Regions from separate parts of the Mus musculus genome. Here region 2 is linked to region 1. A link is a contact called in public Hi-C data. All regions are on one chromosome and are shown on one strand. Each heading gives the region's core, a stretch centred on a gene start, on an enhancer-like site or on the middle of the called end of the contact. The rest is flanking DNA. Distances are from core to core; before and after follow the strand shown.

Region 1 (5,286 bases), core at 922-3,421:
CACATAACTTTTCTTTTATCAGTTCTGGCAACTAATTCTTTTTTTTTCATTTTTTATTAGCTATTTAGCTCATTTACATTTCCAATGCTATACCAAAAGTCCCCCATACCCACCCACCCCCACTCCCCTACCCACCCACTTCCCCTTTTTGGCCCTAGCGTTCCCCTGTACTGGGGCATATAAAGTTTGCGTGTCCAATGGGCCTCTCTTTCCAGTGATGGCCGACTAGGCCATCTTTTGATACATATGCAGCTAGAGTCAAGAGCTCTGGGGTACTGGTTAGTTCATAATGTTGTTCCACCTATAGGGTTGCAGATCCCTTTAGCTCCTTGGGTACTTTCTCTAGCTCCTCCATTGGGAGCCCTGTGATCCATCCATTAGCTGACTGTGAGCATCCACTTCTGTGTTTGCTAGGCCCCGGCATAGTCTCACAAGAGACAGCTACATCTGGGTCCTTTCAATAAAATCTTGCTAGTGTATGCAATGGTGTCAGCGTTTGGATGCTGATTATGGGGTGGATCCCTGGATATGGCAGTCTCTACATGGTCCATCAACTAATTCTTTAAAACTTACAAGCATACAGGCCCAAAAGAATCAGACTTTCATGTAGACGGTCTAGAAGCCAGTTTGAGGTGACTGGTCCAGATGCCGTCTGTGCCATTTGTAGCTACTCATTCCACGTTAGTTCTAGAAGCATCAACTCATCACATTATTCAGAGTGGCTGTCATTGGTCAAAAGAACAGAAATCCGAAAATTAAAGGTTAGAGTTCTTGCAATGGGTGGGAGCAGGTTACAACTTGTGCCAGCTGTTCTGAAGAATTGAAACCGACCAGTAGCCACAATGGCACCTGGGAGTTTCTCAGCAATACATTTTCTTGGACATATACCATATCCACTGTATTTGAACTCAGCATTTGTAATCTGCATTTCAGCAAACTTTCTAGGCTGTTCTGATGCCTGGTGAAGTTGGAGAGCTGGGTCTGGAAGGGGAACAAAGTGAAACACAGGCAGTCATTCATGGGATATACAGGGAAAGGCAAAGCCACACCTCACGTTGAAAGACAGTAGGGGTGAGTCTGGGGGAAGACCTAGGAGGGATGAGTGTGTGAAGCTGAAAGATGCTGAGGGAACTGTGATCTCTGTAGTTTGGAAAGGTACTGCAAAGGCCAATGTGCCTAAGGCTTTGTGCTAGTGGTGGCACTCCTGGGGAGGGTGAGATCTTAAGGTGGACCCTACTGACTAGCCTTTGGTCTTTGGAGGCATGATCTTGAAGGAACTGTAGGTTCCCAAACCCTGCCACATCTCCCTTGCTTCTTGATAATGAGGTGACTTAGTTGTGCTTTGCTAAGACCTCCTACCAATACCATCTGGTACTAGAGACCTAAAAGCAATGGCTCCACTGGGTTGTGGGATGGAATCTGAAGAATGAACAAAACTTATCTTTACTTTGTAAATGAATCACCTCAGGCAGTTGTTAGAGAAAGCTGACTAACAGTGTAGTGGAAGATCAAGTTAGTGCCAGGGCTTTGATTCCAGGCCAAGTGAGTTGGATCACATCTTGTAGGCTACTCCTGGAAACCATTCAGTAGGGGAGCATGGTGTCTGCCGGCACTTCATGGAGGACAGTCATTCTGGGCTATCGTATTACTTCTGGGTAGAAGCTACTCTCCTGGTACTTCAATGGCCTAGATTTTGATGCCTGCCCTTCCTGGTTTAATGTGGATCTGGGTCAGCAATTCCCATTCTTGTCTAGGGTAGCTGGGAGGGAAGTCCCAAGACTTGATCTGAAATAGTAACCTGGGGAGAATGTGCCTTCCCCAGGCTAGCAGCTAGGTGGATGCTCATTTTTATAGCCCTTGCAGTGGCTTGTGTAATACTGCTCTGAATGTAGCCCGTAAGTTTCCGCAGTAAAGGATTTTAAGACAGACAAACAAACAACCCCAAACAAATGAACAAAATCTCTGTTCCATTTTCTTCCGAGGTACAGTGTCTAAAGAGGAAACAATTTGAATGCAAGGCCTGGAGAAGCATGTAACAAGTCAACTCCTCCTTCCTTCTCCCTCCAGATATAATATGAATATTCTTCTAGAAAGCCCTAGAGGACTGGCTAAGTTTTTCAAGTGCTCACAAAGTCAGTGCTCTTCAGGTCAAGCTCCAATTAGGTTCATGTAAGAGGCTGAAGTGTGGGGAGGAGTCCTCTGGTGCTTAGGCAACTGCACTGCCCTGCCTCAGGCTTGCTTTGCCTATAGGAAGGAAGGGAAGTCTGTTCAGTAGTGGGTTTACCAGAAGCCTTAGAAGACAAAAGAAATATAGAATGCTAATAGAGCCCCAGGCCCTTTTCTGAAGTGAGAATCTTTTTCCCTTAAAGTGTCCTTGGAATGGATGCAGTGATTGAGCTTCTATTGTTGAAATGATATGCGTGCAATAGCAGCGCCCCCTGCTGGTCATTTTGTATAACGATGCAAACGTGGATAATTCCACGGGATGATTCCAAAGCCTAAGGCTGAATGTACAAATACTGTCAACTTTAAATGGTTTACCCTTGTAAACCTAGAGAAATCTGCGACTCCTTTCACCATTTGCAAAATGATGCATGAGTTTAGGAAGCTGATATTCTCGTGTCCTGATATGTCAATTTCATTCAAAGCAATGGTTACATTAGCGATCACTTCTATTCTGCCTGCTGTTGGTCTTCATTTCTTTCCTAATATAAAATGAACAGGATTTTATTGTTGATTGGCCTTGCATCATTAGAACAGATCACAAATAGTTATGTCTGTTTTTCATGAATATATAGGACACCACATATCAATCTTAAATGAGAATAAATAGGATATTTAAATTTAGCAATGGCTGGGAGACGGTGCAGTGTATAAATGTACCCCCAGGGCTCCCAAGTGTGAGAACCCAAGTTCAAATCCCCAGAACTTATAAAAGCTAGATGCCTAGGCAGAGCCTCCATAATCCTAGTGTATCTATGAGGGGATGAACAGTAGACACAGGAGAATCCCAGGAGCTCAGGGGCCAGCAATCTTGGCATACACAGTGGGAAAACAACAGAGACCCTCTCTCAAACAAGGAGGAAGGGAAGGAATGCTCCCTGAGGTTATCCTCTGACCTCCACCCGTGCTGTGGCCTGTGTGCAGCTGCATCCACACATAGATAATGCTCATGTGTGTATACTTGCACACACTTAACACATGCATACAAACACAAAATCAAAAAATAAACATAAAAGTATGTGAAACTTGTGTTTTTACAGGATACTAGGTAGCTTAGTTTGGCCCAAAGTTGTAGGGATATAAATTGTAGACTTAGGGACTGTGGCTCCGTGTACTTGATTATAAACTATGGAGACAAGATAGAGGACATAAAGTCACCCTTGGGGCTTCCTTCCTTCCTTCCTTCCTTCCTTCCTTCCTTCCTTCCTTCCTTCCTTCCTTCCTTTCTTTCTTTCTTTCTTTCTTTCTTTCTTTCTTTCTTTCTTTCTTTCTTTCTTTCTTTCTTTTTCCTTCCTTCCTTTTCTTTCTTTCTTTCTTTCTTTCTTTCTTTCTTTCTTTCTTTCTTTCTTTCTCTTTCTTCTCTCTTTTTTTATTAGATACTTTCTTTATTTACATTTCAAATGCTATACCGAAAGTTCCCTATACCCTCCCCCCGCCCTGCTCCCCTACCCACCCACTCCCATTTCTTGACCCTGGCGTCCCCCTGTATTGGGGCATATAAAGTTAGCAATACCAAGGGGCCTCTTTGGATCTCTTTGTTAATGGCCATCTACTGCAAGAATAAGAATACTCTGACGCGGGTTGAGTGGTACACTGATCTACAGTTGTAACATATGTCATTAAGAGTCATTTTATAGCTGTGTTCATTTAGTAGAATAATACTAGTAGGTTTTCCCATAAGGCCCATCTAGTCTCCAGTTCTTGGCTTCATTAGTAGTGTCAGGTGTGGATTAGATCTCATGGAGCGGGCTTTCAGAGTGATTGGCTGTTCCTGAAACATTTGTAACCCTATTGATCAGAACATCTCTGAGGCAGGTTGCTGCTGTAGGTTTCAGGGTTTGTAGCTGGGTGATATTACAGATTACCTTTTTCTTCCAGTAGCGTGCAGAGCACCTTCAAGCACCATGAATGGAAGTCAGTACGGGAATAGCTTCTAGCTGGGCACCAGCTAGATTCCGCCAGGGCTTTACTTTCAGATTGTGGAGGGTAATCAATGAATAGCATTGGCAATAGGCCTGAGTCTCGTTGGGTGGGATGTTTATGGGTACTCGTCGCTGTGCCTTGTTCTTAACTATGTCCTCTGTTTTCTCCCTAGTTGCAAATGAAGCAGGAGACAAGAATGCCAGACCACTTGCTCGCTTCTCCCGTGAGTAAACCTTGCTTCATTCTTGTGGGGCTCCATAGAATGTGTTCACCAGAGGCCTTTGCTCATGTGCTTCACCTCTGTGATTCTGTTAGGTGTTATTCAAGCAGTAATGCAGTCTCCTGCTAGTTAATTGCCTTAGTCAGGGTTTTATTGCTGTGAACAGACACCATGACCAAGGCAAGTCTTGGTGAAGACTATATATAAGTCTTGGTAAAGTCTATATAAAGAACATTTAATTGGGGCTGGCTTACAGGTTCAGAGGTTCAGTCTAGTATCATCAAGGTGGGAGCATGGCAGCATCCAGGCAGTCATGGCACAGGCAGAGCTGAGAGTTCTACGACTTCATCCAAAGGCTGCTAGTGGAAGACTGACTTCCAGGCAACTGGGGTGAGAGTCTTAAGCCCACACCCACAGTGACACACCTATTCCAACAAGGCCACACCTCCAAATAGTGCCACTCCCTGGTCCAAGAATATACAAACTATCACATCAATATTACTCTTCTGCCCCATCCCATGCGAGGCACTCTTGGCCATGGGCTTTTTAGTCTCAAGACCTCTGGTCTCCAAGCTGAACTCTAGGGCTTTGCTCTTTGAAGCCTGATTTCCAGAGCAGTAGACAAGTTTCACGTTTGCTTTTGAGAGATACAGAGCCTTCAGACACCTACTCCAAATCTTGCACCCAGGCCTGCATTTTTAATAAATCCCCAGATGACTCTTGTCACAATACTTAGAGAGGCACTGTGTGAGGGGTATCCCCAGAGCGCAGTGCAGAGGGAGGAGGTTTAGTGGTGCTGAAGGAAGGAAGCTTGTAGCTGCATAGCCTATCCACATATAAAGCATCATGGCAACCGATTGTGGGTTTGTGCACTTGTACCACTGTCTTAGTGACACTTTACAGCTCAGATGGATTGATGC
Region 2 (4,958 bases), core at 1,398-3,897, 120 kb before region 1:
ATCAAAAATTTGCCAGTCTTTATTTTAGTTGATTACAACAGAATTTATTCTTTCTTAGTAATTATGGGTTGCTACTGAAAGTGGGTTAGCCCTCCTGAAAGAGATTTGATTAAAGAATGAAATTAAATAAAATGTACTATTGTTGGACCTTGTTGGGAACTTCCTTTTTATACAAGCACTAACTAAAGGCTATTTGTACTTTTACATGTAGTGTGTGCGTGAAAACACTGTTTTTCTATGATTCAAAAATGTAAGATTCCCACACCATACTTCTCTTTCTGAAATAACAGGATCTGAGACTCCCCTCCACCCTGGTATTTTGTAAAGATCCCAGTCTATGAAACAAATTCTAAAGAACTGGCCTTTTCTCCTGATTAACTGTGGAGCCAACAGAGAATGTTAACATGTTCACAGTGGCTAAAATTGCAGGCCCCAGAGGCTCCCATGCTGCCACAGCTTTCTGGTACTTGTTAAGCGCTTTCTGCACACCAGGTTCCTTTTTATCAAGTTGTTTTAATTGTAACTCTAGTCCCACAATTGAGGTACAACTTCTTCCATTCCACATCAGCAGAAGTGGCTGAATCAACTCTCCAGGGCACCCGAGCTGCAGAATGTGTGGATTTTTCATTATACAACACTGTTTTCTGATGACCAAGACTGCTACTCAAGTAGTTTTGGGGCTTTTTAAATGGGTGTTCAGTGGCAAAGAACATGTACACGTAGACCAGCTGTGATGATTGAATGCCCAGCCTCATTCTTTATTTTGGTTGTATACTTAAATTGTGGACAGCACATTTCTCCAGGGCACACAGAACGTGCACATATACAAAAGACTCTCTTGAAAGTGCTAGAGCGTGGCCTATATCAGTCTTGAGATATGGTCATGCTCTACAGACAAAAATAAACTTTGGAGCTGGAACTGTGATAATAGTGTGTTGAGGCTAAACATGTGAAAATACTCAAAAATTAATCATGGAAAATAATGATTTTGCTATTATTTTTCATCCTTATTGTTTTAAATTGATGCTTGACTCCATTTCAAGTGTGTGTGTTCACATGTGTCTGTGCATGTGCTATGTATATGCATGCATGTGGACAGTGCAGGACACCTTGGGTACTTACTCCTCAGGCACATCACTATTTTCTTTGTCTCGCTTGGTGTCTCGATAGCCTGGAGCTCACCAATAAGGCTAAGTTGGCTGGCTCCCTAGCAAACCCCAGTTCTGGTTCTCTGGCCTCAATTTCCCTCCCATCTGTATCATTTCTAGAGAACCCCATATCTATTGTGGAGACAAACCAAGCCTGGAGATCAATCCTGTTCCTGTGCCCTATTTCAGCCCATGTTTCTATATCTGATGTTCAGAGTAGGGTGTGACTCATGACCTAGAGCAGCTTCTTACCCAAGTATAGTATATTTAACTCAGTTTATCAAAGGTACTGTCAGGGAGTTAGATATCTAAATGTATCTGAAAAAGGGACCAGACAATTGTATTGAGGCCATGTCCCCATGGCTTTGCTCATCTATTAAGTAGTAATCTAACCCTGTGATGATCTCAATTAATTGGATGTTTTCCCCAGTTCCCTTTAATCTGAGCTAAGCACCATGAGCCCATGAGCAATTTTAAATGTAGTACAGGAAAGGGCTCTGTTTTTCCTCCTTTGAGTCTTGTAGTTCACAGCCAAGGCAGAAATCTGTACTTAGAGTGGGGCAAGGTCTTAGAGCCAGAGTGATCTGGGGACAAGCTTGAATATAAGCCACTCATTAGGTAGAATCTTGGATAGTTCACTCTGTTTTTGAGTCACAAGTTACCAGAACTTATTAGGGTCCCTGGGGGAGAAAAGGGAGAGGAGAGAGAGAGAGAGAGAGAGAGAGAGAGAGAGAGAGAGAGAGAGAGAGAGAGAGAGAGAGAGAGAGAAAATGGTAATTTTATGAAGAGTCAGTAAGTCATGAAAGGTGTTTGGCAGGTCCTAGCAGGAAAAGATGCCCGTGTAATGTCTTTCATTTCAGGCACAGGAGGCAACTCTGGCTTTTGAATCCCTATGGTTGTTCCTGGTGACTTATTACTCTCTTGATTTAGAGGCAATTTTGTCAAGTTCTAATACTGTAAAGCCTCTTCCATGTCCCTGATGGGATGACAAAGGCCAGTTATGGAAGATGATTTGAGCTAATGAGCTGGAGCAAGTCTCTAAACTGAAGCGTTTTCTAATTTATTCCCAGTACATCTTTACCAGTTTTTGACAAATGAGATGAGTTTGAATAATTAGACTCTCCAGAACATCCTACTTCCTCTGGTAGGTCTAGTCAAGTCTTCTCCTGAGCCTTTCAATGACAAAGGAGAAAAGAATAAAAGCCTGGAAGGAGAGAACCCCATTTTCCTTGAGTCAGAGAAATATGAAGAATTATTTTCTTCATTTTATTAATTTTGCATTTTAAAAAGTTCCTTAATATTCATACATGTATATGCTGTGTTGGTATCAGATCCACCTTGACTCCATGCAATTTCTAGCCTATCCCCTCCCACCTTCATGTGTGTCTTTCCTTACTCATATGTATATTCTTTCTCTTCATTGAGTTGATTTAGTACAGCCTCTTTGTGCATAGGCACAGAAGCACCTAGTGGAGTATGGGTAGCCTCTCAGGGCCTGTATCCTCAAGGCTAATGACTCTCCCAGGAGCCACAAGTTGCCAATAGTTTCTCAGATAGGGATGAGACTTTGTGAACTTCTCCCCAGATCCCTGTTGGGATCTTGGCTAGATTGATCTTGCATTGGTCTCATGAATACAGTCCCATCTTTGTGGGTTCTCATGTGCAATACTGCTGTGCTGCAGATATCTATTCTCTATGGTGCTTATAATCTTCCTGACTCTTCTTCCATGATTATGTCTGAGTCTTGTGTGTGTGTGTGTATGTGTTATATAGCTGCCCCATTTATTGCTGAGCATTCTACAGTCTCTTATCCTTGAATGTTGCCTGATTGTACATCTCTGTGTTAATTGCCATTTACAGCAAAACAAGCTTCTACGATGAAGCTGAGAAATGCACTGATCTATGGGTATAGTGATAAGAACTCACCAGGTGTGGTAGCATAACCTTTAATCCCAGCATGTGAGAGACAGAATCAGGAAGATCTCTATGATTCAAGGCCAGAATGTTTTACATAGTGAGTTCTAGGCCAGAGCTCCACAGAGAGCCTTGTCTCACAAAATATAAGAACTTAGGGATCAGTTTATTACTATGTCCATTTTGCAGAATAATGATAATTCTAGTTTTTTCCTAAGGGCCTATGACCTAGGAAAATGACCAGCTGGTCATAAGGTTTTGGTTCAGCTAATGGTACCAGGCCTAGGTTCCATCTCATAGAATTGGCTTTAAATAAAATCAGAAAGTGATTGGTTACTCTCATAACATTCATGACACTATTACCCTAGTGAGCATATCTTTCCAGTCCTGTCTTCACTGTGGTTTGAATCTGGTAAGACTGGTGTCTTTTCCCCTCAGTAGTGTGTTGGCACCATTATTATCAGTGGACAAATTTTCTGAAGTAATAAACCAGAAAATTAAGTTAAATGCTGCAATACCTCCAAAGAACAAGTACATTGATACAAAGAAGTAAAAGAGAAGTGGGCTTCTCAGGGTCCTTCCAAGGTTGAATATATTTGATAATGAGCCCATGTACAACTGAAAGCAAACACCGAGGTATTTTTGTTGTAGAGCCCATGGTATACCTCTGATAGCAGGTGCTTTGTGGAAAATGCCTAATGTACACATTGTCCCAGAGGATCTCAGAATATTTTGCCTCATTAATTTTCCTCAGTATGAAAGGGCTTAACTCTTTCCTTAGCTTAGATTCTTCCAGACTATGATACTATATGTTCAGTTTGTTAGCTCCCCAAAATTTATTTATTTATTTATTTATTTATTTATTTATTTATTTATAGACAGGTTTTCTCTGTATAGCCCTGGCTGTCCTGGAACTCACTTTGTAGACCAGGCTATCCTCAAACTCAGAAATCAGCCTGCCTCTGCCTCCTGAGTGCTGGGATTAAAGGCGTGCTCCACCACGCCCGGATTCCCCAAAATTTATTGTGATCCTATTATGTATTAGGTGTTAAATATACAATAGTGACCAAGACAGCCACAGCCTTACCCTTATGGATCTTACAATCCATAAGGTGAAAAAACAAGGGCTTGAAGAAATGAATAAAGAAAAGAGCATATGTTGTGTTGTATGTGCAAAGGAAATTAAATTGTGAGAGAGTAAAAGTCTTCACATGTGATTTGAGGTGGAGAATTAATAGTAATTAAGCAGGTGGCCATAGAGATGGAGATGGGAGATAAAGGATGCTTTTTCATAAAGAACAATACACATAAAGTCCCCAAAGAGGCAGAGAGCTTGGCTTGTTGGGGGAGAGGGAGGAAGCTGGTCTGGCTATAATGAATATATATAGTGAATGGAGTGTGAGAAGTAGAATCAAACTCCTACTAGGTAGAAATCACACAAGAGCTAGAGGGCAGGACCTGTGGAGACCTGGAGGCTGTGAGTATTAGCTTGGATTAATTCTGAGAACCACTGGGAAACATTGGAATGTTTTAAGAGGGAACAGTACACTCAGGTTTTTGTTTGGAGATGTTTCTGGCTTTTTTAGAGAGGAGGTTAGAGGGAGACACAAGTAGAAGCAAGAGATAAAAGGCTATTGAACTAGAACCTCCCTAAGACAGCAAGGCTTGCTACCAGAGTAGCAAGAGAGGGAAGAACTTAAAGCACAGCACCAAGTGAGCAATGTAGCTGCTATAGCTATGAAGACAGCAGAAAGCTCTACAGTGTCTGCTGAAGATGACGTGTACAGCAATGAAACAGTTGCACTCCTGAGAATATATCCAAAGCACACACCTGCACATGTGCACCAATAGATGGGCCAGGAACTGTTTACAGCAGTCTATTTAATAGTTACTCTG

The links. A called contact is a pair of places that touch in the nucleus more often than the background predicts.
Region 2: a contact with region 1 is called in a Hi-C map of olfactory sensory neurons, with 2.6 times the contacts expected there. The contact joins two enhancer-like sites. A contact is called at or near these places in 26 of 39 promoter capture datasets (the 3T3-L1 cell line, 3T3-L1-derived adipocytes, the C10 cell line and 15 more), 9 of 15 datasets of contacts at CTCF or cohesin (CD8 T cells, the NIH/3T3 cell line, embryonic stem cells and 4 more), 223 of 484 Hi-C or Micro-C datasets (the 3T3-L1 cell line, the 4T1 cell line, the AML12 cell line and 113 more), 23 of 115 datasets of contacts at active chromatin or transcription factors (the NIH/3T3 cell line, PVALB interneurons, astrocytes and 13 more) and 1 of 9 other capture datasets (embryonic tail).

What each region holds. Positions count from the first base shown.
Region 1 is chr6:56,478,221-56,483,506 of GRCm38.p6, reverse strand. It overlaps a transcript of Pde1c not described here. Among named protein-coding and RNA genes, the nearest start is that of Gm24709, 100 kb to the left of the region's middle. Within about 2 kb of position 2,171, at least 2 of the 459 cell types and tissues checked have an H3K27ac peak or open chromatin away from gene starts, as enhancers often do. A contact at or near this core is called in olfactory sensory neurons, where this site is marked.
Region 2 is chr6:56,594,305-56,599,262 of GRCm38.p6, reverse strand. It overlaps a transcript of Pde1c not described here. Among named protein-coding and RNA genes, the nearest start is that of Gm22493, 4.2 kb to the left of the region's middle. Within about 2 kb of position 2,647, at least 1 of the 459 cell types and tissues checked has an H3K27ac peak or open chromatin away from gene starts, as enhancers often do. A contact at or near this core is called in olfactory sensory neurons, where this site is marked.